Linked DNA regions of Mus musculus: regions 2, 3, 4 and 5 are each linked to region 1. Evidence: chromatin contacts called from public HiCAR-type, HiChIP or PLAC-seq and promoter capture Hi-C data. All regions are on one chromosome and are shown on one strand. The core of a region is the stretch at or near the end of the contact, and the rest is flanking DNA. Distances in the headings are between cores, read along the strand shown. Region 1 holds the start of Sgsm1 (small G protein signaling modulator 1). Region 2 holds the start of Alkbh2 (alkB homolog 2, alpha-ketoglutarate-dependent dioxygenase). Region 3 holds the start of Usp30 (ubiquitin specific peptidase 30). Region 4 overlaps Ssh1 (slingshot protein phosphatase 1). Region 5 overlaps Coro1c (coronin, actin binding protein 1C).

What was found. Promoter capture Hi-C pulls out the DNA fragments that hold promoters and counts their contacts. HiCAR-type assays count read pairs that join an accessible place to other places. HiChIP or PLAC-seq counts read pairs in DNA pulled down with a chosen protein or histone mark.
Region 2: a contact with region 1 is called in a promoter capture Hi-C map of hippocampal neurons, with 2.3 times the contacts expected there. The contact joins the promoter of Alkbh2 here to the promoter of Sgsm1 in region 1. A contact is called at or near these places in 8 of 39 promoter capture datasets (embryonic stem cells, frontonasal cranial neural crest, hippocampal neurons and 4 more) and 2 of 115 datasets of contacts at active chromatin or transcription factors (embryonic forebrain and embryonic stem cells).
Region 3: a promoter capture Hi-C map of liver shows a contact between it and region 1, with 2.3 times the contacts expected there. The contact joins the promoter of Usp30 here to the promoter of Sgsm1 in region 1. A contact is called at or near these places in 7 of 39 promoter capture datasets (cranial neural crest, frontonasal cranial neural crest, hippocampal neurons and 4 more).
Region 4: an H3K4me3 HiChIP or PLAC-seq map of forebrain shows a contact between it and region 1, with 3 times the contacts expected there. The contact joins the enhancer-like site here to the promoter of Sgsm1 in region 1. A contact is called at or near these places in 2 of 39 promoter capture datasets (the C10 cell line and hippocampal neurons), 1 of 15 datasets of contacts at CTCF or cohesin (large pre-B cells) and 5 of 115 datasets of contacts at active chromatin or transcription factors (astrocytes, craniofacial prominence, embryonic basal ganglia and 2 more).
Region 5: a HiCAR-type map of astrocytes shows a contact between it and region 1, with 2.6 times the contacts expected there. The contact joins the enhancer-like site here to the promoter of Sgsm1 in region 1. A contact is called at or near these places in 2 of 115 datasets of contacts at active chromatin or transcription factors (astrocytes and embryonic stem cells).

What each region holds. Positions count from the first base shown.
Region 1 is chr5:113,308,799-113,313,838 of GRCm38.p6, reverse strand. It overlaps Sgsm1 (small G protein signaling modulator 1), which reads left to right and starts at 3,053. Exons shown (of 25, transcript NM_172718.3): 1 at 3,053-3,165; 2 at 3,248-3,291. The coding sequence starts at 3,147.
Region 2 is chr5:114,125,406-114,130,445 of GRCm38.p6, reverse strand. Alkbh2 (alkB homolog 2, alpha-ketoglutarate-dependent dioxygenase) reads left to right here and starts at 2,228. Exons shown (of 4, transcript NM_001359941.1): 1 at 2,228-2,363; 2 at 2,677-2,920; 3 at 4,716-4,914. The coding sequence starts at 2,707. It also overlaps a transcript of Ung not described here.
Region 3 is chr5:114,097,752-114,102,791 of GRCm38.p6, reverse strand. Usp30 (ubiquitin specific peptidase 30) reads right to left here and starts at 2,459. Exons shown (of 13, transcript NM_001033202.3): 1 at 2,277-2,459; 2 at 300-409. The coding sequence starts at 2,359.
Region 4 is chr5:113,948,655-113,953,694 of GRCm38.p6, reverse strand. It overlaps Ssh1 (slingshot protein phosphatase 1), which reads left to right. Exons shown (of 15, transcript NM_198109.5): 11 at 396-442; 12 at 1,670-1,816; 13 at 3,109-3,309. Among named protein-coding and RNA genes, the nearest start is that of Gm52826, 24 kb to the left of the region's middle. Within about 2 kb of position 2,709, at least 49 of the 459 cell types and tissues checked have an H3K27ac peak or open chromatin away from gene starts, as enhancers often do. A contact at or near this core is called in forebrain, where this site is marked.
Region 5 is chr5:113,856,575-113,861,614 of GRCm38.p6, reverse strand. All of the region lies in intron 3 of Coro1c (coronin, actin binding protein 1C), which reads left to right. Among named protein-coding and RNA genes, the nearest start is that of Gm42005, 14 kb to the left of the region's middle. Within about 2 kb of position 2,209, at least 85 of the 459 cell types and tissues checked have an H3K27ac peak or open chromatin away from gene starts, as enhancers often do. A contact at or near this core is called in astrocytes, where this site is marked.

The sequences.
Region 1 (5,040 bases), core at 1,804-4,303:
GCAGCACCCCTTCATGGCCTCTGCACAGCTCTAGCCTCCTGCCCTGACTTCCTTCAGTGGAACAACAGGGAAGTATAAACCAAATAAGCCCTTTCTTTCCTCCTTAACTTGCTTTTGGGCATGGTGTTTTGTTTGTTTGTTTGTTTGGTTGGTTGGTTTTTGGTTTTTGGTTTTTCAAGACAGGGTTTCTCTGTGTAGTCCTGGCTGTCCTGGAACTCACTCTGTAGACCATGTTGGCCTCGAACTCAGAAATCCGCCTGCCTCTGCCTCCCAAGTGCTGGGATTAAAGGCGTGTGCCACCACTGCCCAGCCAAGGGCATGGTATTTTATCACAGCAATAGTAAACCTAAGTAGGACAGGGTTCAAGGCTCCGGATTCAGCCCCAAGGCAATGGCTCGACTCAAATGCCCTGGAGCTATGCGGTGTTTGAATATGCTTGACCTAGAAAGTGACACTATTAAGAGGTATGGCCTTATTGGGGGAAGTATGTCACTGTGGGCATGAGCTTTGAGACCCTCCTCCTAGCTGCCAGAGTCAGTCTCCTCCAGCCTTCAGATGAAGATGTAGAACTCTCAGTTCCTCCTGCACCAGGCCTGCCTGGATGCTGCCATGCTCCTGCCTTGGCGATGATGGACTGAACCTCTGAACCTGTAAGCCAGCCCCAATTAAATGTTGTCCTTGTAAGAGTCGCCTTGATCGTGGTGTCTGTTCACAGTAATGGAACTCTAATTAAGACTGAAGTTGGGGGGCTGGTGAGATGGCTCAGTGGGTAAGAGTACTGACTGCTCTTCCAAAGGTCCTGAGTTCAAATTCCAGCAACCACTTGGTGGCTCACAACCATCCACAATGAGATCCAATGCCCTCTTCTGGTGTGTCTGAAGACAGCTACAGTGTACTTACATATAATAAGTAAATAAATCTTTTTAAAAAATAAATAAATAAAAAGGCTGAAGTTGGTACCAGGAGTGGGGTATTGCTGTCATAGGCCTGACCATGCTTTTGTTTGAAAGAATATGGGTTTTGGGACTTTGGGTTTGGAACGCCATGGAATGCTTTAAGTGGAGCTTAATGGGCCAGCCTAGACAGAATTAACAATTAAGTCTCATAGAAACCCCAATTTAGACATGATCCTGTGATTCAGTCTTATGAAGAGCATTTTGAGCAAGCATAGCAAGCTTAAAAAGAAAAAACGAGTGTGCTTCAAGTAATGAAGGGGCCCCAGGAAATGAAAAGGAGCTGAATCCTACGTTCAAGGAGACAAACGGATTAAGGGAGTGGTGATCTCAGGGCAAGATCCCACCCAGCTAAGCTTATTGTTTGCAGCTAAACCGTGGATAGTTATATTATTATGATGTGATTATTGGTTTCACTTGGAGATAAGGAGATATGACTGTGTGTCAAACTGTCACAGGATGACACAAGCTTTTAGATCTAGGTGAAGGAAAGCTTAGGTCCAGGCATGGTGGACCATGACTTTGATCCCAGCATTCAGGAGATAGAGCCATGCAAATCTCTTGAGCTCAAGAGAGTGAGTTTACAGAGCAAGTTCCAGGACAGCCAAGCATATTGAAACCACCACTAGAAACCATTTATATTAGAGGAAAACTTCTATGTTCTCTGAAAAGGTTTGAAGGGCTTGGCGAGAAACATCTGATTCATCTTAACCTGCCCCTGGTGAGATGATCCACCCGGTCCATGGCTTGAGCTATTGCTTGCTTTGTGTATGGACCTGAAGAAAATTCTCCCACGTCTTGGGCTTGACTTTCTTTGTGTGTGAGGCTCATGGGGGGGGGGGGGGGGGCTGGAGGCTCGGTAAGTTTATGCAACCAGAGCTCCGGATGTAGTAAGTCCTCAATTATATTTGTCAAGTCCTTATTTCTCATTCTGTGGCATCCTGGAGACACTAAGCACACCTCACTGGAGAGAGTGGGGGAGGAGAGAGTGGGGGGGGGTATCGTGACAGAGACACCACTGCCACACACAAGAGGGGTTCTGGTATACACACACACACACACCAGAAGAGGTCATCAGATCTCATTACAGATGGTTGTGAGCCACCATGTGGTTGCTGGGATTTGAACTCAAGACCTCTGGAAGAGCACTCAGTTCTCTTAACCGCTGAACTGTATGGATTCCTCTTCCCCAAGCATTCCCCAGCCTCCTCCTTTCCCTTCTTGCTCAGAAAGAAAACTCAGCAAGATGCCCCTTGTTCCACAAGACAGCCCCGGTCACTGGTATCTCCCCTGCATCGACTCCACGTCCCTCTAGAACCTTCCAACCCTCTATCACTTGCTCAGATGGTTTACTGTCTACCATCTGAGTGCTGCGGCAATGTGTCCATCTCCTTTGCTTCAAACTCCCAACCCTGGGACTGAGAGATCCTGGCTGAACCCTGGTTCCCAGTATAGGGGGAGCAGCAAGTGAAGAAGAGGCAGGCTTCTTCCAGATGGGGAGTCAGTGTATCTGATTAGTCTGAAAAGGGAGAAAGGGAGAAGAGAGGAGGAGGAGTAAAAAGAGGAGGAAGAGGGGGAGGGGGAAGGGAAGGGGAGGAGGGGACGGAGGAAGGGGGTATATGAAACAGCAGCAGCTACCCCGTATGAAAGCTGGCCCTTTTTTTGTTTTGTTTTGTTTTGTTTTGTTTTTTTTGTCTTGTCTATGATGAGAATTACACATCAAATATCTCGCTTGATCATCAGCTCATTCTAGAACTTATACCCACTTTATACAGGATGAGTCTAGTTTTATTGTGGCGGCAGGGCCTGGCTATGTCGCCCAGGTTGAGTCCCCTGCCTCAGTCTCCCCACTGAGGAGTCGATAGGAGTGTGCCCCGTGCCTGGCTTTGCCTCGTTTCTAAATACGCGTGGATGGACACACGGGATGTGGAGCACGGTTCCGCATCTTAGGTCACCCTAGGCAACTTGGCAAGGCCTGTCGCTAACGCCTGGAGGAGGCTGGATGCGGATGCTCTGCTGTATGCTGTCCAGGAGGCGGCGCTGAGCTTTCGTGGGTGGGGTGGGCGGGATGTCAGGTTCTGACGTCTACATCCTGGGCTGTCATTCATCCCCTGCCGGTCCCGCCCCCTCGCGGCTGCAGCAGGGCGCGGAGCGGGGACGCGTCCGGGAACCGGGCACCGACCAGCTTGAGCCATGGCTTCGGTCCCTGCGGGTAAGCACGGGCGGGCAGCGGGAGGGCGGCCAGGCCCCGCGGCCTCGGTGCCGCTCACCGCGCTTCCCTGCTTGTCCCGCAGAGGCCGAGACCCGCCAGAGGCTGCTGCGCACTGTGAAGAAGGAGGTAGGGGCGGCCACCCCAGGGTGACAGGGCCACCGCGGGCTTCTGGCTGGCGGTGGCTGTGCATGGCTAACTAGGGCGGGGGCTGGGGAGGGGTCGCTGGAAAACGGGTGTTTCAGTGCGTGGGGCCCTCTGGGTGTAGGATCGGAAGGTGTCCAGGTGGGACCTCGCGGAGGGGCAGGTTCTCATTGCTGGGGGTAGAGTAGGGTGATGCGGGGCTCCTCATTAGAGATGCGGAATATCCCCGAGGAAGATCAGGTTTTGGGAGGGGACAGGTTCAATTTTGGAACATGAAGCTATCCCCCAACCCATGTCAGATACTCAGTCCTTGGAGCCACCTCTAGGTGCCAGGGACTTTGTGCAGGAGAGCCTGTGACCTGGGCCAGGGTCACAGAGCAGGTGCCCTCCACTGATACATGGGATCAGACAGGAGTGGCTGCCTGCCTCCCCCGGGATGAAGGAAGCAGCTGAGATCCTAGCCTTACCTCGGCGTTCACAGCCAGTGACCTCCCAGGGCCGTGGGAATTGGGAGAGTTTAGAAGGCTGAGGCGACGTTTAGATGTCTGTGGGCCTGTGGTGTAGATGTATGTTGCCCAGGACATGTGCATATATGTATGTGCACCTGCCTGGAAATACCTAAGGATGATCTATATATTGTGTCTGCTTGTGCGAGTCTACGAATGTGTATTTGTGTGAATGGGTAAGATTGAGTATGTATGTGGTGTGGCATTGCCCTCCCATTTTGGCTCCGCCCTATCCTTCAGTCACCCCCACCCCCCATTCCCGTCCCTGCTGCCTTGTCTTCATCCTGGGGTTCTTATCCCAAGTCCTTGCTTGGCTGTGAATCTGTGAGCCAGGCTGGAGTCTGTCCCTTGCTTCCTGAGCATGGAGGTGTGTGTATACCTGTGGGGTGTGTGTGCGTGTGTGCGCGCGCGCGTGTGTGTGTTAGGGGTGTCACTCAGGAGGGCCTCCCTTCCTGGTGGCAGCCACCTGGGCAGTTGGAGGCCCGGACCTGTCCCCGGTTCCTTCCTCCTCTTGGGGATCGTGGGTGTGTGCCTGTGTTTGTGTCTCTGTGTGTAGCACATTCCTTTTAAAGAACTAGCTCCGTGGATTGCTGCAGATTCTAGAATTTTCCTTCGAGGTGATATGTAAGATGGATAGAAGGGGGTCCCTCAGAAAGGCCTAGAAGTCTTTACCTCCATCTTTGTAAAGACCTGTTTGAAGATACTATCCAGACCCCAACCCTGAAACCTCACACCCCTGCCCTTCGGGGAAGGGTCTCAGCCCTTAGGTTTAAAGCTGGAAGGCCGTGGTTTTTTACCCAGCCCTGGCTGTAATGCTTGCTCCTCATGCCTGGAGCTGACCCCCACTTTACTAGGGAAATGGTTGACCAAATAGGATGTACAATGAAAGACAGGGTCAGCAGGCCCTGGGGAACCTAGGAGACATCCGTGTATAGCTGTGCCACATGGCCCCTCAGAGTTCATCTTTCCTACGTCCTCTCTTTGTAAGATCACCGCTTTCCCATCTGCAGAGTGACGCATGTGGCCCCATGGCCCACACACATGTCCCTTACTGTTCCTCCCCAGTCTAGCTTGGGTTCCTGGAAATGCTGTGGGGACATTGCTCTCCACCCTGTGTCCACAAGTCTGCTGGATTCCCTGCTTCTGTGGTCCCACTAAGTTTGGAGTGAGCCATCTTCTTGGCTCAAGCCGGAGTAGAGTGGCCAGGCAAGGACAGTTTCTTGCTGCT
Region 2 (5,040 bases), core at 979-3,478, 820 kb before region 1:
TGCCACCTGCGCGGGCTCCCGTTGGGGGCGGGGAGGCTGGCTGGGCAGGGGTCGGTGAGGCCCAGCGCGCATGTGTGGGAGGGGCTGAGGCCCCGCCCCCGGGTGGGTGGGGCTTAGGAGGTAGGGGGAGCCTGCTGCTTACCTACCTACCTGTCCTAGCTCTAAAGCGGGGCTTTCTCCAAGTCTTACTGATGTAAAGATTGAAGGCCTTTAACCCCGAAATGTTCCACTTCCCCAGATACACCTCCCTCCCTCCTTTTCAGTCCCCTTTGGGGATTGAACTCAGGGCCTTTGTGCATCCTGAGCAACCGCTTGACCACTGAGCCATACACCCCCTTGTACTTTTTACCTCCCACACTCACGTCAGACATACATTCAGTTGTGCAGCTTTCAGTTATATCCTTCCCTCTAATATAACAATCCCAGCTACTCTTTTCTACTGAGTGATCTTTTGCAGGTGTAATTTATTTATTTATTTTTTTTATTTTTTTTTTTTTTTTGGTTTTTCAAGACAGAGTTTCTCTGTATAGCCCTGGCTGTCCTGGAACTCTCTGTAGACCCGGCTGGCCTTGGATTCAGAAATCCGCCTGCCTCTGCCTCCCAAGTGCTGGGATTAAAGGCGTGTGCCACTGCAAGTGTAATTTAAACCTCGACCGACCGCTGCCCTGGAAAAACCCTCCTATGCCGCCGTGTGTCACAGAGTGGTGACACACCCTGTGAGCCCAGCATCTGGGAGGTGGAGGCAAGAGGATCAGGAGCACAAGGCTTGGCTACACAAGCTGTTAGGGGCTAGTCTGGGCTACAGCCTCCCAATCTGAACTGACTAGACTCCCAATTTAGCAGTTCTCCAGGCGGTTTGCCTTTCCGCAGCGTCCCGCTAAAATCTTCGCATGCTATGTTATTTTGTCCCTTACCTGGAAAGCTTCAATGCTGGCTTAGGATTCTTCCCTGTAAGATCCTCTTCCCCATCCCCCCCTACTCCCTAGCCTGTCACCCTGCTCACAACTTCCATATTGTACAAAGAAATCTTGTTTATCACATTGCCCCTTTTTTGTTTTCATCTCCAAAATACAACGTGGATAAGACAGGACCTGCTGTGCCCTGCTGGTGTGTGACAGCAGAGAGCACCGTGTGCTCCCATAGGCAGCACTTTAGAGAGATATAACACGTTCCCTCTGGTCGAGGACCAGGGCGTTTTCTCAATGAAGTAAACTCAGCATTCACAGAAAAGTTTGAGCTTGAATATTTATGGTGATTTTTTTTTCTTCTGTGCCACCAGGAGCAAGAAATGACTGTCACAGGTCTTTCCATACCAGCAATGGAAGGAGAAAAACGGTACAAATGTCCTCTATGTTTATACATAGTATATAAATAAAATGGCTGTACTTGAAGCTAAAGATTAAAAAACACAGCTGGGCAGTGGTGGCGCACGCCTTTAATCCCAGCACTTGGGAGACAGAGGCAGATGGATTCCTGAGTCTGAGGCCAGCCTGGTCTACAAAGTGAGTTCCAGGACAGCTGGGACTACACAGAGAAACCCTGTCTCGAAACAAACCACACACACACACACATACAAAGAAAAGAAAAACAAACAAAAACAACCCCCCCAAAAGATTAAAAAACACGGGGGCAGGGGCAGGAGAGATGGCTCAGCGGTTAAGAGCACTGACTGCTCTTCCAGAGGCCCTGAGTTCAATTCTCAGCAACCACGTGGTGGCTCACAACCATCTGTAATGGAATCTTATGCTCTCTTCTGGTGTGTCTGAAGAGAGCAATAGTGTACTCATATAAATAAAATAAAATAAAGATTTTAAAACACGGTTATATCTAAAAGCAGTGTGCTTACAGAAATAAGTCAAACGCAAAAGGCTATACAGCCTCTAATCCATCACATTTATGTGGAATCGTGAAGAAGAGCAAGCAAGGAATAGCTGACAAATTATGTCGGAACCTAAGGGAGGAAGGATTCTATGGGATGGTATAACTGTTCTCCATGTCGACTGTAGTGGTCAGACAATGCTGTGTCTTTGTCAGGAGTGCAGATTCATACACTGCCCTCAAGCCCCCCAGACAGTATGCTGTAGCACACTAGGCTCGTAGACCCCAGAACTGGTCCACAGGCCTAACCTTGCTGAGCCATCAGGTGAAGGCAGCATCCTGCGGTGCGCAGGGAGACCGGCAGGGGGCGCTGTGCCCGGAAGTCCCGCGTAGGCGGGAGGGGCGGGGTGAGGGTTCCTGGGGCTGCGTGTGTCTGTGCAGAGACCTGACCCACCGCTCCGGGCTCTCCGGTGGAGCCCGGTTGCTCGCCCGTGCCAGCCCCTACCCCGCGGGGCCGCAGGGCAGAGGCAACCCTGCTTTTCTGGGTAACTGGGCGAGCCTCATGCCTCTCTGCGCTTGCGTCTTCCCATGTGTAGCCTTTTGGGTTTGGGCAGCCGTTTGCAGCCAAAGCTCTCGAATTCCGAAGAGGACGGACGGGTCTTTAAAAGTACTCCATTCCAGGGCGGGCCTGGGGATGCGTGCCCGGGATTCCTACCGATGGGCGCCTGGGGCGTGAGGACAGCGTGGTTCGGGTCAGCTTGTGCTAGGAAGACTTAAGCTACAGGGCAGGCTCCCCGCCTGGATGATGCCCGCCAGGCACCTCCTAGGAGGTTTAATGCGCTCTTGTTTCCTTTGTAGGACGCGTCTGAGCTGTGAGTGGGCGGCGGGATGGACAAGTTCCTGGTGAGGCCAGACCTCCGCGACCTCCAAGGGGGAGGGGAGGAGCCCGCCCCGACGGGAGGAGCCTCGGGCGACCTGAAGAGCCCGGACTGGCGACACCTTCGCGCGGAAGGTCTGAGCTGTGATTACACCGTCCTATTCGGCAAAGCCGAGGCAGACAAGATTTTCCGAGAGTTGGAGCAAGAAGTGGAGTATTTTACTGGTAGGCGGAGGTCTTACGTGCGTTAGGCTTGTGCGAGGACAGGATGCGCCTTCCCTGGGAGAAGCGTGAACTTCCGGCTGTGACGGATTAGGTCACGGTCTGGGCAGCTCTGGTTAGGTTAGGTTATGGTTTGGCATACGAACTGTCCACGAGGTCTAGAACGAAATTATTTGGCAACTGATTGGAATTACCTGGGAAGTTAAAAAACTAAATAACAAAAAAAGCAAAACAAACCCCCAAACCGAACCATTCTGGGATCTTCGTGATACTGATTCAAAATAGCTGGAGGCGAAGGTTAGGCCTCAGTGGTTTTTGTTTTTTCGAGACAGGGTTTCTCTGTGTTGCCCTGGCTGCCTTGAAACTCACTCTGTAGACCAGGCTGACCTCAAATTCAGAAATCCTCCTGCCTCTGCCTCCCAAGTGCTGGGATTAAAGGCGTGCGCCACCACTGCCTGTCGACACCCTGTTTTGTTTTGTTAAAGACCATAATTAAATAAATGTATGAGATGAGTCAGCAGTTAAGACTAGTTGCTGTCCCAGAGGACCCAAGTTTGGGTCTGAGCACCCACATGGCAGCCCACAATCCTCTGTAACTCCAGTTCCAGCTACTGTGGTGCCCTTGTCCAGCCTTCGAGGGCACAGACATCACAAGCAAGCAAAATAAAATATTTAAATACATAAAATAAAACAAAATTTTAAAAAGGAAGGGGAGAATGATGGCCTCAGGGGCCTTCTCTTAGAAGGATTTGGTTCTGGACCAGGGACAAAGGGAGTGTGTATTTTGTATATCAAAGCAGACCAGGCCTCCAGGTTCTTCCAGCATCCCCCTCCTCCCCCCACACACAAGTCCTTTCCTGACATACCCTGCCCCCAACCCTGTTTCCAGCCCAGGGGTTGAGCAGCCCTTCCCCCAGAGGCTCTTCCCTATATGATCCAGACATTGTGGTCTCTCCTCTTTCTCTTCTCTCTGTACACTCGAGCTCTTTTTCTATTTCTATTTCTCTTCCTCCTCCCCTATGGTGAATTCCCTGGCCAGTGAACTGGCCCCAAGAAACTGCATTTAGTATTATCTAATCTGTCTTGGCCCATTTCACCCGTGGCAGAGAAATAACTTATCACAAGTCACCCATGTTTTGTTTTCAGCAATTTCATGCATGTGTATGATGCATTTTGGCTGTTTTCACACACCCCCGATTCATCACCCTGACTCCTACAGAACCCCTTTGTCCCAAGCCCCTGTGGTGCTCTCATGTTATTTTGTTTTTGTGGCCCGCTGGTTTTAATGCTATTGTGTCCACATGCCTTGTGTGTCTGCACATAGTGTGTCTACATGTCTCATGTGTCTGCACAAGGAAGCCACAGAATCCAGTGGATTTTCAGTATACTCATGTGCATTCCTTCTGCCCCTTGACATAAAGCCCAGCTGGAGACCGCTTCCTCACTGAGACATGGCCTCTCCTGAGTCTGGAACTTGCAGATCCAGTGAGGCCAGCTGGCCAGTGAGCCTCCAGCAGTGGGATTCGAGGCATACTGAGCAATACCTTGTGGTGGACACTTTACCAACTGAGGCATCTCTCTCTTTCGTTGAGACATGCTGGCTTGGAATTTGTGTTCTGTCTACTTCAGCACCAGAGTGAATACTTGGGACAAGCCACAATGATTTAGGGTAAGAGGTTCCCAACATGGCGTTTTACAACGTGAGCAGAGGGAACGTTGTTTCTGCTTCTCCACCTTTGAATGTGCGGAGCTGTCTGCACCCAAGGGTCACTGGTGGAACTCCCGTTCTTCTACGCAGGTGCACTGGCCAAGGTCCAGGTGTTCGGAAAGTGGCACAGTGTTCCCAGGAAGCAGGCGACCTATGGCGATGCTGGCCTCACGTACACGTTTTCTGGTCTTACCCTGACACCAAAGCCCTGGGTTCCTGTTCTAGAGCGTGTTCGAGATCGAGTCTGCGAGGTGACAGGACAGACCTTCAACTTTGTACTCGTGAACAGGTAAGGCTTCCTCCGAGGAAAGCCGTGCTCCTTTGTGACAACCCTTCTATAGTGCACCAGGCTAGACAGGTGGCCGTGCCACTCTTGCAGAGAACCCAAGTTCAGTTCCCAGTCCTGGCTCTGGCA
Region 3 (5,040 bases), core at 1,210-3,709, 790 kb before region 1:
GAGCCACTGGGCCAGCACAAAGCATGTCTTAAACTCACATGTAAGCTGGGAAGCAGAGGCAGATGAATTTCTGAGTTTGAGGCCAGCCTGGTTTACAGAGTGAGTTCCAGGACAGCCAGGGCTACACAGGGAAACCCTGTCTCAAAAAAAACAAAAAAACAGAGCCTTCCCACCACAGGGTGGGGAGTTCTACTTCGTAGACCATGGTCCTCGCTTTAAAGCTAAGAGGGCCAACCACTCAAACAGACAAGAGAGGCTCAAGTCAAACCCAAGACCTCGATGCAGGGCCCCATCCCTACCTTTTCTCCGCTTCTTCCTCTCTGTAATGGGACCCCAAATAACATAGATCCCTGCTGCCAGGGCAGCGGCAATCCCACCGATCACTCCCCAGTTCTTCATGACTTTGTATCTGAAAAGGAGAAGACGTGGACTGTCACTCTGTCTCCCAACAGCAGGCTGGTACAGACAGTGGCAGGAAGGTGACATGTTACATCAAAATAAGCCCTCCAACCAGCAAGCTTGAAATCTAAGGTAATATGTACCAATAAGACCTTGCCTTGGAATTTGGGATACTTGAGCACTTAACTAGAAAATGGGGGAGGGGGAGGGACACTGGGAGTCCTTGTCACCACTCTGTAGCTTGTTCATTCGGGTGGGGAGCCCAGAGCTCATTGGCACAGCTCATCACTCTCTCATGCTTCTTCCCTCCCGATGCAGGAAATATGCCAGGCCACCTGGTGCTCGCATGGCTTCTGGTGACCTCAACTCTGGTTTTCACATTTGTTGCTTATGCAATAGGCAGTCGAACACCTGAACCATCTCCCCAAGCTCTCCCTATTTACTTAATTAGGGTTTTGTTGTTGTTGTTGTTGTTGTTGCTCAGGCTGGCTCTGAACTCAAGAGTCCTCCTGGCTCATGAGCAATTCGTGACAGAGCGGTGGCACCAGGCCTGGCTTTAAAAATGGATTTCTCTTTGAGAATACGAAACAATACCACAAGAGGACATCTATATGTTCATACGATTAAAGATTTCTTCGTTCCAGGCTAGACTTGAAGGTGGACACTATTCTTTTTTCCCACAATTAAGAAAACTGCAGCAGTAATTCAAAACACAATTTTATACAAAGTTCTGTATCTCCAAGTAAGGCAACCCACACATACGTGCAACGTGTGTGTAACATGTACCCACATATATGTTGCATGTGGACATGTGTGTAATACGTTCTTACCTAATGCTTGGACTATATGAAGTTGATCACCTCCCCTGGTACCAGGGACTGACCCTAGCTAGGGCCTTATGCAGGACAGACAAATGCTCTACCACTAAGATCTGTCCCCCTAATTCTGCCTGCATGAATATTGGTCTCAGCTGAATAAACACTCCCTGAAAAGGATCACTAGTGACAACAGCAATCGTCAGACAACGGCCAGCATTCTCCGATGTCACAGCTAATTACCAGTTTCAAATCTTTTTGTTCTTCCAGGGTGAGTCCATAGAATGTGCACAGACCTTGGCTTAAAAAGCAGTCAGCGGGAGAAGGAGGGGGCCAGTTACAGCACACCTGCTCGGCACACACTCAACGAGGGAAACCGAGGCATGGTGTTGATTGACTAGTTCTTCTGCAGAACCGTACCATGAAGACGGTACGTGAGCCTGAGGGTGAGATTAAGCTGGCCACCAGCCCTGCTCTCAGGTCAGCTGTTAGGCCGCAAGGCCCAATCAAGCCTTCCTTCCCACCTGGTAAAATAGGGCCGCTGGGCGGAATAAACACGGGGTGGGGGGCTTCAGAGCCGGATAAGATGCTGTTAGACCTGCCCCGGTATCCAAGGTAGCCAACCCAAGCAACAGGTCCCAGCAGTCAGGGTGAGCAACGGGGGTGTGGCCCCAGGCCTTGGGAAGATCAACCGGGCTGGGGTGCAGACGGGGGTCCTAGCAGGAACGAAGAGCCTGGAATTGTCACAGCCTGGGGAGCTCAGCGGCTGGGAGCCTTCGGAAGCTTGGGAACCGGAGCGGTTTGGGATGCAGAAGTGAGAATCTCCAGCATGGCAGAGGTGGGAGACCGGCATCTGACAAACTGCGGGGGAGCAGCGGCGTGCAGATTGTGTGCCCGGAGCCCGAGTCTGGGGTCACCGCGAGGGGCTGCGGGGCGTCGCAGGCCGCGGCCACAGCAGGGACGAGGAGGCGACGCCGGGCCGCGGCCTCCGCCTCGGCCGGGTCCGCGCAGGCCTGGAGGCCCTGCGGCCGCCACCGCCACCCCGCACCCCCACCCACTCACCTGACGGCCGCCCCGGTGCGCAGGAAGCGCTGCAGGGCCTTGTCGGCCGCCGTCCTCGCCGCCTGCGCCCGGGAACTTAGCATCGCGCTCGCTGCCGCCGCCGCTACCGCTGCCGCCGCCGCCCCCCGCTCGCCCGCCCGCCGCAGCGGAATGAGGAGCCCAAGACAGGAGGCTCGCAAAGTGGAGGAACCCGCGGTGGCGACCCCGCTTCGGCGGAGGGGGGAAGAAGCCAGGAGGACGGACCGGAAGTTAGTCACACCGGACTGAAATAGTGAACGGACGACCCCTCCCCGGTTCCTTTGCTCCTAGCAACCGCAGCCTGATTCGTTGCTAAGGGAGGTTTCCCGGGGCCCGGGGACCACTTCGGAAGCTATGAGCCTTCGCATTTGCTCCGCCTCCAGGACGGAGCTTGGTTCATGTGGAAAGGCTGTTATTAAACTGGAAAATTTAAAAATAGATGGCTCTAGCTTTGATTTTTTAAAATGTGGGGTTAGCAAGATGGCTCTGTAGGTAAAAACAGCTGCCCCCAAATCTCACACCCTGAGTTCAGTGCCCAGAACCATACAGTAGAAGAGAACCAAAGTTATCAGGACCTTCCTATGTGTGCTGTGGTGCGCAACACACACACACGCGCGCGCGCACAAACACATGCACACATACACATGCATATGCCTGCACTTACACTCGTATATGCACACACATACACCTGCACACACGCATGCACATTTATACATAGATGCACACTTCACAATACACACACATGCATATGTGCACACATGCACACGCACACACACACGTATATATATACACATGCACACTACACATACGCACACATATGCACAGTATATATACCCATACACGTATACACATACATGCATGCATTCACATGCACACAGCACACATATACACGCGTGCACACACACACACCTATAAACATACAGATACATACAAATACATGCAAACACATGCACATACACTTGCATGCACATGTGCACACATATATACACATGCATACACAAGTGCACAGACACACAAATGCAATAAATTAAAATGCAGTGTCTTAGAAATCTGTTTCTATTAGGTTTATACAAAGTCCTAAACAGTCCCACACAAATGTTTGTGAATTCACTCTTTAAAACAGCAAAACATGGAAACAAACTAGATATTTATCAGCTGCAAATCTCCCTCTGTCATACATACAATAAAAAAGGTGTTAGAATTTTTAGATTCCTCTCTTGTGTGGGCATGCTGCTGTATGTGCTGCAGATCTTTATACCATTTCTCTTCTCAAAGCCGAACTGTGTGTGTTGAGTAACTCCCCCTTCCTGTCTTCTGTTCTAGTAATTTCCATTCTATTTCTATTCCTGTGAGGTTGAGGTTGGCTGTCTCAGGACAGGAGTCGCTCAGAGTTCTTTGGTGACTGTCTTAGCTCACTTGGCATAAAGTCTTTTTTTACAGGAAAGTAATATTCCATTGTAAGTACTAGTTTCTCTCTCCTGTCCATGTCTCAATGGACATTCAGGTTGTTTCCACTTCTTGGCAATAAACTCGGGCACATAACCCTCTCTTTCTGGTCTTGTTTTCAGCCCTTCCAGATATATATCAAGTAATGAGATTATAGATTTATATGCTAATTCTTTTTTTTTAGACACTTCTAGATTGTTTTCCACAGCAACGGAACCATCTTACAATCTTTAGCCAATTTAAAAAATTATTGGGGAGGCATGTGTCATGACTTGCATGTGGAGGTCAGAGACCAGCCTCAGGAATTCTGTTCTCTCCTTCCACCATGCGTGTTCAAACCCAGGTTATCATGTTTGGCAGCAAGCACCACTCCCTGCTGACCTATCTCACTGGCCCAGTTTATAAGTATGAAGCTCAGCAGTGTGAGCAACGTACTGACATTCCCTATAGAACGTTTAAATTCCCCAGTCAGGAATCACACATATTAAACAGGGATCTTTTGTTTCTTTCTCTCCGTGATGTCTATTTCATCTTCTATCCTTATGGATTCAACATCTGTGCTGTGTGAATTCATTAGCATCTGGCCCTTGGGCCTGGCTTTTTTTCATTTAGCATAACATTTTCAGGGTGGATCTGAAGTGTAGTTCCTATCAGACTTCATTCTTTGTTGATGGCCATGGTTTGACGATCTTGATATTCCGAACCTCCCGCCTCCACCTCCTGAATACTGAGATTTAAGGTTTGTGCCATCAAAGCCACTTTTCATTCGGTCCTGGGAACCGGAACCTCAGGCTTCAGGAATGCTGGATGCTCACTGTCCCAGCTGAGCTCTACCCCAGGTCCCACTTCTTGGTTTCTGTGACTAGTGTTGTTTTTAAGCATCAGTGCACAAGTGCTCAGGTTCTTGCTTCTGGTTACATTGAGAACACACATGGGAGTACAGTGGAAATCTGTCCTGGTTTTAGTTCTGCTGCTGGGATAAAGTATCTGGGCAAATCAACTGAGGAAACAAAGGGGTTTCTTTTAGCTTACAATTCCTAGTTATACTCTATGTTGTCGGGAAGCCACAGTGGCAAGAACTTGAGGGACTAAGTCACAGCACACCAACAGTCAAGAGTAGAGTGATGATGATAAATGATTGATTATAATATAAAGATGAAATTTTAATATTAATAAGAATAGTAATAACAATAATATGACTGCTCACAGGCTTCCTTGCTTGCTTGGTGCACAGGTTAACTTTTCTACTCTGACACAGTTCAGGTGCCCCAGCCTACAGAATGTGAACACCCACAGTGGG
Region 4 (5,040 bases), core at 1,460-3,959, 640 kb before region 1:
TTTTATTTATTTATTTTTTGAGACAGGGTTTCTCTGGGAACTTTTAAAGTATCAAATACCTACCAGGAAAGGGACCCAGGGTTCCTTCTGTATCTAATGGTGAGGACGACACAGTGGGCTATGCCCATGGCAGAATAAGAAGACTGGGGGACATGACGCAAACGTCTCTGAAGTTGGGGGATCAACAAGGCTCTGTTTCCTCTCTGTCACCCTCAGTGATGCCCAAGGGCCTCAGGAACCTGCTTAGACTCCTTCCTCTCCCTCTCCTGGTTCTTTTCCATCCTTCCTTCTGCTCTGAGGCTGAGGCCCCACTGTCACGTCCCCCATCTGTGCCGAAAGCAGCTCTGAGACTGGAGTGTGAACACTCACAGAGCTTTGTATGATCTGTCCCCCAGGGCTCCGAGTGGAATGCATCCAATCTGGAGGAGCTGCAGGGCTCAGGGTAAGTCTGCTCCCGTCTTCCCCATCTCTCCAGGCAGCGTAGGTAGCCACTGCCTTGGCCTGCCCGCCTCATGGCCTCTGTCCGGTCTCTGCAGTGGCTGGAGGGGCTCATGTGCTTCAGAGTACTACACACAGTAACCCATGATTTGTAGATCCTTCCTGGAGTCTTAGGTGATTGTGGGGGTCTTGGAGCAGCTGAGTCACACCGGGGAATGTAGGACAGCCTGGCCCTAGGCAGGCTCTGAGCTCCTTCCCACAGCCCCACTCCCCAGAAGAATTGCCGAAAACCATTGTTGGAGAGTTACTGTAACAAACCATTGCATGGACACACACACACACACACACCCCTGTTGGCCTTGTATCGAGTCAGCAACTCTGAGAACTGAGCCACCCCTGGTAATCCTTTGGTTCTTGGTGGGAATCTTCTCGTGACCGAACAGTCATCGCTGGGCAGGAACTTGCCTGTCTCTGAGAAGTGCTCAGTAGCAGGAGTGAACCTTTGAGCTAAGCCCTTCAAGGAAGCTGTCACAAAACCACCGTTCTGTGGTCTGATAAGCTGGCCTTCTTGAACCAACTGCAGTTGAAAACTGAGACTAAACAGAGCTTAAAAGTATATCCTTAGAACTTCCGGTCAGAGGTATCCACCACCACCCCCCACCCCCCCAGCAGAGTGCCTGGCCAGCGTGCGGTCAGACCTCACGCTTTCGTCTTACTGGGAATAAATGCATGATTCAGGGAACTCTCTTGAGATGTTGTTACTTAGGGTGAAAGCTATTTGAGACCCTTTCCAGTTACCAAAATTGTTTTGGTTTTCAGGAAATGAGTGTACTGGTTAAGGGTGGAGGCTGTGGAGTCTGGGTTAGCAGATGCTCTCAAATAGGACAAGAGTTACAGAAGGCACAGTCTGCCTTTTAACTCTTTTAAGAGCAGAGGTTTGGTTTTTAAGACAGTATCTTGCTCTATAACCCAAGCTGGTCTTGAATGTATTAATAAGTAAGGGGGTTTTGATATGACATGGGTTATTTTCGAGTAAGACATTCTTGTCCTATGAATAAAACTCCTGCAAAAATGACCACTAAGCAAAAATAAAAAAACAAACAAACCTCTCTCCCAAAGCCATGCCTTGTGGTCTGCACATCCTTTGACTTTCTGTCCGCAGGTTTTTGTTACTTTGTTTTCCCTGTTCCTCATTCTGGCTGGCTCTCTGGGCCCTTTGCTTCTTTTTCAGAGTTGACTACATTTTAAATGTCACTAGAGAAATAGACAATTTTTTCCCCGGCTTGTTTGCGTACCATAACATCCGCGTGTACGATGAGGAGACCACAGACCTTCTTGCCCACTGGAATGAAGCTTATCATTTCATAAACAAAGCGAAGTAAGTGTGTGGGAAGGCGGCCTTGGGAGGGACGGCAGCGGCAGGAATGAGTGGCGGGCCAGATAAGGAAGCTAACCTCGCAGTGGAAGTGGGCAGACAGGATCTTAGGGGAGGTAGGACTGTCTGGTGGACCTTTGTTTTAGCTACAGAACACCAGGCACTAAAGTGGGCAAGTAGCAATCAGCCCTCTCCATAGGGCGCCCTCACGTTCTCTTCCACCTGCCCTTGAGTGTGACATTGAATCCAGTGTTCAGCATCAGTGCAGACACCAGCCAGGCTTCAATACCCAAAAGCCAATGGGGCGCTCTCTCCAGGAAAGGGCCGGTATATGCTGGTCTTAGGGCTCTTGGACAGTTCCCCCAAGGAATGCAGGCTGTATCCTCTCCTGGGGTAGTTCCATGGGGTAGAACAGGGCAGCCCTGGGGCCCCTCCTTACTCTCCTTTGGAGCAGCTGTTGTATTGGCGTTCAAAGCAAAGACTCTGCCCACCCCCTTTCCCCAACTCCCACTCCCGCGCTGTGGAGAAAAACCTTCTTACTTAGAAACCTCCCAGTCAAAGCTACAAGGTGTATCCTTACCAAACCCTACTTTTTCTTGCTTTTCCAGAGCACAGACTCCTTGCCTGTGAGTTTAGAGCTGCGAAGTAGGGGGTAGGGGAGCGGGGGCTGGAATTGTAAACCTGGTATAGGAAACAGGAGCTTGCCAGGCCCCACCCTAGCTTCCCGGCTGCAGCCTCTGCCAGCCTGGCATGCCTTCACCTTCCCAGCAAGGAGAGGGTCACTGTTCCTTGTGTATCTCGTAAATCAGCTGCGCCTGGGCCAGCACAGCCTTCTTAAAAGTGGCAGATCGGCTCCATCTTCCCCCTGGCTCTGATCTCTCTTGGCCAGATTGCTCTCATGCCTCCAGGCTCGCTCTCTCTCCCCAGGGCGCAGCGTTTTCGTCTCTCTGGCTGGCCCTGGTTCCCGACAATAGCTCATTCAGGGCCTCCATCTGCTGTCAAAGCTCAGTGGCTTTTGTAGAACTCCCATTAACTGTCCAGGAGCTGCCCAGGAGGCCACTGTAGGTAGCCTCACCTATCCCGGTGGCAACAGAGGAGATTCTGGGTTTCCTGCAGCACGCATTGGAAAGCTGGGCCAGGCCATGCAGATTCATCTGTTCTCCCATTGTGTGCTAGTAGATCTCATGGCAAAGATATTTCCTGTAGAAGGTGTGTTAGACCTAAGACAGAGAAGGGTTGGAGCCGTGAGGTAACAGGGGGGTGGGACTATTAATCCTTACTCTCAATCCCCACAGAAGGAATCATTCCAAGTGCCTGGTCCATTGCAAGATGGGCGTCAGCCGATCTGCGTCCACAGTCATTGCCTACGCCATGAAGGAGTTCGGCTGGCCCCTGGAGAAAGCGTATAACTACGTGAAGCAGAAACGTAGTATCACTCGGCCCAACGCAGGCTTTATGAGGCAGCTGTCTGAGTACGAAGGCATCCTGGATGCAAGGTGAGAGAGCACCTAGACACAGGCTGGCAGACGACGCGGGCCAGGCCTGGCAGGAGCTCCCACAACTGGCAGCCAGCCTCCCGGGAGCTGGCTTGTAAAAAACAACTATTGTTTGGGCTCTGATTAGCGGTTTCCAGGAGCGATCCGTTTTGATTTTGTTGGCACATGTAGAAAGCTTGTCTCTCTGGGCGAGGGACAGTACTTAACTGCTCATCCAAGGCATGTCCCGGTATGTGGTGTGGGCTTGAGTGTCTCCATTTCCTAAGTACCTGCTTTATGCCAAACTCGAGGCTGAAGAGGCCACTGGTCTGATTCACCACAAATGAGCCCCGCAGTCTCCCAGAAGCCCAGTTCCATCTTCTAAGTTAAGGGTGCACCCAGAAGACTAGAAATGACAGGGTCCCAGGTTGTTTGTGTCAATGGTGGGGTTATTCACAGTAGCCCAAAGGCAGAAGACACCCACCAGTCTATTGGTGGATGAATGGATCAACAAACAAAGAGAGGCAGTTGGATGAAGGAGCTCCTGATTGTGGGCGAGGCTGCTTAGGGAGCTAAAGCTAGGAAATTGCCGGACTCGGAAGTTCAAGGCTGGCCCTGCCATATAGCAAGGTCCCATCTCCTTACCCCATCAAAGGGCAATTCTGACGTGCAGTATATTCCGAGCAAACTTAGGGGCTCTCGGGAAAAACTGTGTGGTCCCCATGCTTGCATGAGGTCCCTAGAGATGGAGAATGCGATCTTCCCAGAGGCCAGGGAAAGGACAGAGAGAGAGTGGTGGATGGTGTTCCTTCTGTACCATGAACAGTTCCGGAGACTACGGTGGCGGACAATTAGAGACTGGTGAGTAGTGTATATTCTGAACAGTTACAGAGATGGCAGGGCCGCAGTACTGGGACCTGTCCTGCCAGGCTGTGTAGATAGAAGTGGTCCAGGTGACACCCTTACCTCAATTTAAAAACTGGCCTGGCTCTCTAAGGATGCACAAGCAATCAGTACAGGTCCTGTGCAGGCTGACTTCCCATACATTCACACATGCAGCTGATAAATCTGCTCCCCACAGAAAAGTAAAATTCAGCTGCTTAGGTTGGTTTGTTTTTTTGGGGGGGGGCGTGTTTTGTTTTGTTTTGGAGACAGGGTTTCTCCATGTAGCCCTGGCTGTCCTGGAACTCACTCTGTAGACCAGGCTGGCCTCCAACTCAGAGATCCTCCTGCCTCTGCCTCCAAAGTGCTGGGATTAAAGGCGTGTGCCACCACTGCCTGGTGAGCTTCTTGTATTTCGAGTGAGCAGAGGGAGGCACCGCTGACAGGTTAATTTGTCTCTTGTCACACAGTGAATTCAGGTGTGCCAGGAGAGAGGTTGACACCCACATGTGTTGACTGTCACAAGAGAAAGCACTTGTTGCAGGGACCCCTGTCAGGGCTGTAAGGGTTTCCCTGGAGGTCCCACGCTGCTGAGGCAGGTACCAGTATCCGAGGACTCAGTTTCTCCCAGCTCCGTGTCCAGTCTGTACAAGCAGCCTCCTGGATTATTTCTAAGTAGAGTTGGAAGGAATCCAGAGGCGGAGTCCTTCAGCTCCTTGGGCAAGTTTGGGGAAGCAAGGGTGCTCCTACAGGAGTGAACAGGCTGGGAGAAGCCCTGTAACCATTTTTGCAGAGGCTGTTACACTGTTTCAGAGTGTCTGTCCGGTCTCCAGGCAGCTGGAGGAAGAGGGAAATTAGGCATTGCTGTCC
Region 5 (5,040 bases), core at 960-3,459, 550 kb before region 1:
ACAAACAACAGACTCTGGGGGAATGCAGGCACCCACCAGTTGTCACCATTTGTCTGGGGTGGAGGCTCAACCTGAACGATATGTGTCCGAGTGTTCACCACATGCGTGCAGTGCCCACAGAGGCCAGCAGAGGGCATCAGATCCCCTGGGACTGGAGTCACAGGTGTTTATGTTATGATCTGTCACATGGGTGCTGGGGTCAGAACCCAGGCCTTCTGCAAGAGCAATAGTGATCTTAACTATGAAGCCATCTCTCCAGCCCCCTAATTTCAAGTCGCCTCCCTGATCCTGGAAAATTATCCCAAACTACCAGGTTTCTTTTTGTTGTTTTCTTGAGATTGGGTCTTGTATTACAGCCCAGACTGATCTCAAGCCCTCAATGTCCTGCCTCCATTCTCAGAGGGCTGAGGCTGTGTGTGTCCCACCATGCCCAGCTCCGAGGCTCTGTGACCTGGCCTTGTCTTCAGTGTTGGTCAGTTTGCTGCAGACTGCTGTTGTTATTTTGGGACACTCTTTGTAGTTCTGGCCTGGAAGGTCTATATAGACCAGGCTGACCTGGAACTTTCACAGACATCCTCCTGCCTCTGTCTCCCAGTGGGATTTGATTTGCACACCTGGCTTTTGCTCCTGGTCCTGTTGCTTCTTACATCTTAGTTACCTCGGAGAACTTGTACTTTTGTGTAGACCACACATTTAATGTGGCTTAGTCAAGTCTTACAGCCTTTGGACAAGGAACGTGGCCCTCTAGTGCTGGTGACCTCATTGTGGCCTGTGTGAAGGCAGTGGTGGCAGTGATGGTACAGTCTTCTGGTGTACTAGATATCCATCTGGCCTTCCCGGTGATAGCGTGCTTAGAAAGCACCCATCTTACGGTGTGGGCAGCGGGAAGATAGCCTGTGTGCTGTCAGCACCAGCTGAGCCCTGTTCTCAGTGTGAGACGCTAAGGCAGCCCGGTGGCTTCCTATGGAGACTTCTGTTTTACAAGCCACTCTCCTCACCCCATACATCAGTCTCTGCAGCTTCCCTTGCTTAGTCTCTGTCCTCGGAGACCAGCCTGAGCACTTGGGAAGGTGACCTGGTGAATGAATGGCAGGAGGTGTTTGCAGCTGAGTGCAGAGAATAGCTCTGACTGCTGTAGCCCACAGAGCAGGTGTGGGCCGTGCTTTGGGCTGGATGTCTTCTCCAGGGCCAGCACTCTTAGACTTTCTTCAGACCAGGCCTCTTGGTCTCTTTATGACAGCTGGGGCCCAGTTGCCATCTTCCCTTGGGCCTTTGCTCCTCTTAGCATCTTGTCGTTATTTTTTATTTGGAGTACATTATTTGTTCTGTCTGTGGGTTTTTTTGTTTTTTTGGTCTTTTTTTTTTTTTTTTTTTTTTGAGACAGGGTTTCTCTGTATAGCCCTGGCTGTCCTGGAACTCACTTTATAGACAAGGCTGGCCTCAAACTCAGAAATCCGCCTACCTCTGCCTCCCGAGTCTGTGTTTATTCTTATGTGTTTGTATGCTCACCTGAGTTTATGTGCACCATGGACCTGCAAAAGACCCAGAGACAAAATACAGCATTAGATCCTTTGGGACAGGAGTTAACAGTTGTGAGCTGATGTGTGGGTGCTGGGAATCGAACCTGGGTCCTCTGGCAACAAGTGCTCTTAACTGCTGAGCCATCTCCTTCAGTCCACCTCTTTCTCTGTGGGAGTGGGAGTATGCTTGTGCATGCCTGAGTGTATGCATGTGTGAGTATATGCATATGAGTGTTCACACTTAATCCCTGTGTGTTTGTTAGAAGTTTCCAGAAGATGGCTTGGTTTGACTTGTTGCTCTCACAGAGTATGTTGATGTTAAGAAACACGGGGCTTGCCTTGCTTTTCTGACCTGTCTTTGTTGTGCCTTTCCCATTCCTATGTTCTGCGGGGAGAGAAGAGGGGCTTTGTGTGGGGTCCTCCCCCATTTCCTACCTGCTCAAATGGGGTCAGCCACTCACCCTGGTTTCTCTCCGATGCCTGTCTTGGCTGTCTTGGGGAGAGGAGCCCTTGCTGATGGGTTTTGAGAACATTAGGCTCAGCCTGCGCCTGCCTCTTTAGTCCTTGGGGTGGAGGTAGGGGGCTCCAGTGATCAGCGGCCGCTAAGAAAGGCAACCCTCTCTCCATTGCCAGAGTGTGTCAGCGACCTGCTCCGTTAGGTCAGAGAAGTAGGGTGCTTCCGTCTGTAGGATTTTGGGGTGCTTTGGTCTGTTACCAGCTTTGTTTTTATTTGAGGTTTGGGGAAGTTCCAACACCAGCTGTAATTCAGACCTCTGTCTTACAGAAATCCTCTATTGCTGCTCCTGCATTGGCAGAGCAAACATTCTGTTAGTTGAACAGTGCTCTGGGCCAAATCTCCTAATTTCCTTCTGTCTTAAGTGTGGGCCACACAGAGGCTACTGTTCACCTACTCAGTGGCTCCGAGTGAGCGTGCTGACAGGCTGGGAAGTGTCAGGGCGGAGGGAGCCTTACAGGCTTGGCTTCCTGTCCCTGCTGACTCCGCCCTCCACCACCATCCCCTCCACCCTGTGCTAAGGACAGTTCAAACTGGCAGGAGGTTGTAGACTTTCAAGCCCCCCTCCCCTCTCCCCCCTCCGTTTTTTTAAAAACAAAAACAAAAACAAGCAAAAAAGACAAAACAAAACAAAACAAAAAACCAGAAGAGCCCTGGATAGTTGCTCAAACACTGGCTAGTGGAAGTGGTGGAAGTGGCAGTGTCCCTGGAGCTGCAGGTGATAGGCAGAGCTCCAGGGTCTTTGCCCAACTGAGGAGTTCCTAGGCGTGCAGGGCACTCTCAGCCTCCACCCCACATAGACAGTAGGGCAGCTGATGTAAGGCCAGGCGTGCGGACAGAGGATCACGCAGAGCTGGGCATGCATGAGGACTTGTGTGGTGAGTGCAGGGCGCGTCACGGACACATGGCAGCAAGAACACCTCGGGCAACATTCTGTAGGAGTACAGCAGAGCCGGCCCCTCACAGAGCTGAGGGGTAAGGCAAAGTTTAAAAACTGCCTTTGGATCGTTTAAGCCCACTGAGTTATAAACATGGGTCTGTTCATTTTATGAACTGTGCTGGAGTGGTGTCTCTCCGTGTTAGAGGGACTACAATCTCCATTATTTGCCTATAGCTTAGAACTTGGGATTCTCCTGCTTGCATCTCCCAAATGCTAGACTACAGACAGGAGTGGGCCATCCTGCCCAGCTTCTCCAGCTTTTTGTTTGTTTGGTTTGATGTTTGATTTTTGTTTTTGTTTTCAAGACAGAGTTTTTCGTGCAGTCCTGGCTGTCCTGGAGCTCTAGACCAGGCTGACCTTGAACTTAAGAGATTCATCTGTCTCTGCCTCAGGAGTGCTGGAATTAAAGGCATGCACCGCTGCCTGGCTAATTCTCTGTATTTTATTTTATTTTATTTTATTTTATTTTATTTTATTTTATTTTTACCTGTTATTGTGGAGGACACCTTTTTGGGAATTGGTTCTGTCTTTCCGCCTTGCTAAGGTAGGGCCTCCTGTCTCTGCTTCACCACATATTCCAGGATTAGCTGGCTGGTGGTCTCCAGGCAGCTCTCCTGTCTGCTGGTAGTCTCCCTCCAGTAGGAGTACACTATCACAGCCGTGTTCTCACATGGCTTCCAGGAACTGAACCCTGCTGTCAGGCCGGCAGCAAACACTTCTGCCCACTGAGCCACCCTGCCAGCCCAGGCTCTCCTTTGAAAGGCATATTCTTTAAGCAGCCTTTAGTGGAGTGTGGTGGGCAGCTTGCATGCCAGGGCCTGCCGTTTGGAGCAGTGCTGACACCAACAGGCAACAGGTAAACTCTCATCCCGGGAGCTGCCCTTTGCTTCCAGCCCAGGGTTTGGTATTGTGCGCTCTGCTCTTTGACTCTGTAGCGTCCTATGGAGTTTTTCGGATTGTGGTTTCTCAGTATTTTACTCGGAGGAATCTTAGCCCCAGTAAGTGGCAGTGATTGAAATAGTTCCAAGAACAGTCAGGCCAGGTTGCACTGCTGTTGGCTGCCCTTGTCTGGGAACAGCATCAGACACAGATGCAGAGGCTGTGATTCAGATTGAGGTGAAAGGATCCCTTAGCTGTCCCCACTGTCCCATCCGAGGCAGTCGCAGATTATCTATTCATAGCGAGTGCTTTCACCTCTCTTCCCACATAGGTCCTTATCTTACAGAAGTAAACAAAGGTAAGCACGGTACCTGGTGTATCTGTGGTTCTATCCTGGATTTTCTCAGCAGACTTTATTCATTACAACAGAAGTAGAAGCCCTGATGTGGGGTGTCCTGTGGTGTGTCTGGGGTACAGATCACCTCCGGGCTGTTGACCTTCGGCAGATCCAGCCTCAGTCCCAGGCTCAGCTTGCCCTCCAGAAAGTGCAGAGGTGCCACGTGCTACCTCGTGAGGCCTCGTGGAGCCTCCAGACTGTTCTGCAGCAAGTCCCTCATCTCGCGTCTTGAGACCTTCTCGCCTTTGTGCTCCCTTTGAAATCAGTGCCCTGGGCTCTGTAAAAACATGACCTTTTGCAAGGAAGCACTTCATGGCTGTAACTCTAGTGTCTTGCTCAGTAGTCAGTTCCCGGCGGGTGATCAAGATAGGAGAGTGGGCTCTGGAAACACTTTGTGTATTTTAAATTTGTGCCATGTTTGAAAAATAAAACCATTAAGCCAATTGCCTTGCTTGCTTATGGGAGCAGGTTCCCCTGCCCTGCCTCCTGCAGCCCTGCTCTCCCGTTCACATGTGGAGGGGACACAGCATGCAGGCTTCGCACATGTGCTCGAGCGTGTTTTCAGAACCTCAGTGGGTTTGCAGTGGTTGAGCCCCGCTTTCATCTGGAAGCCCTTTGGGGCTGATTAGGTTGTTTTCCTTTCTTTCTTTCAAAACAAAACATTACTATGGTAATGTGTCATCCAATAGAATTTTTAGAGACTCAAAGACTTTTTTCTTTCAGTAGACAGGATAGAGACTTGTCCCTGCCGTGCTGAGGTGTTGCTCTGGACCCTCTGTGGAGGGTGAGT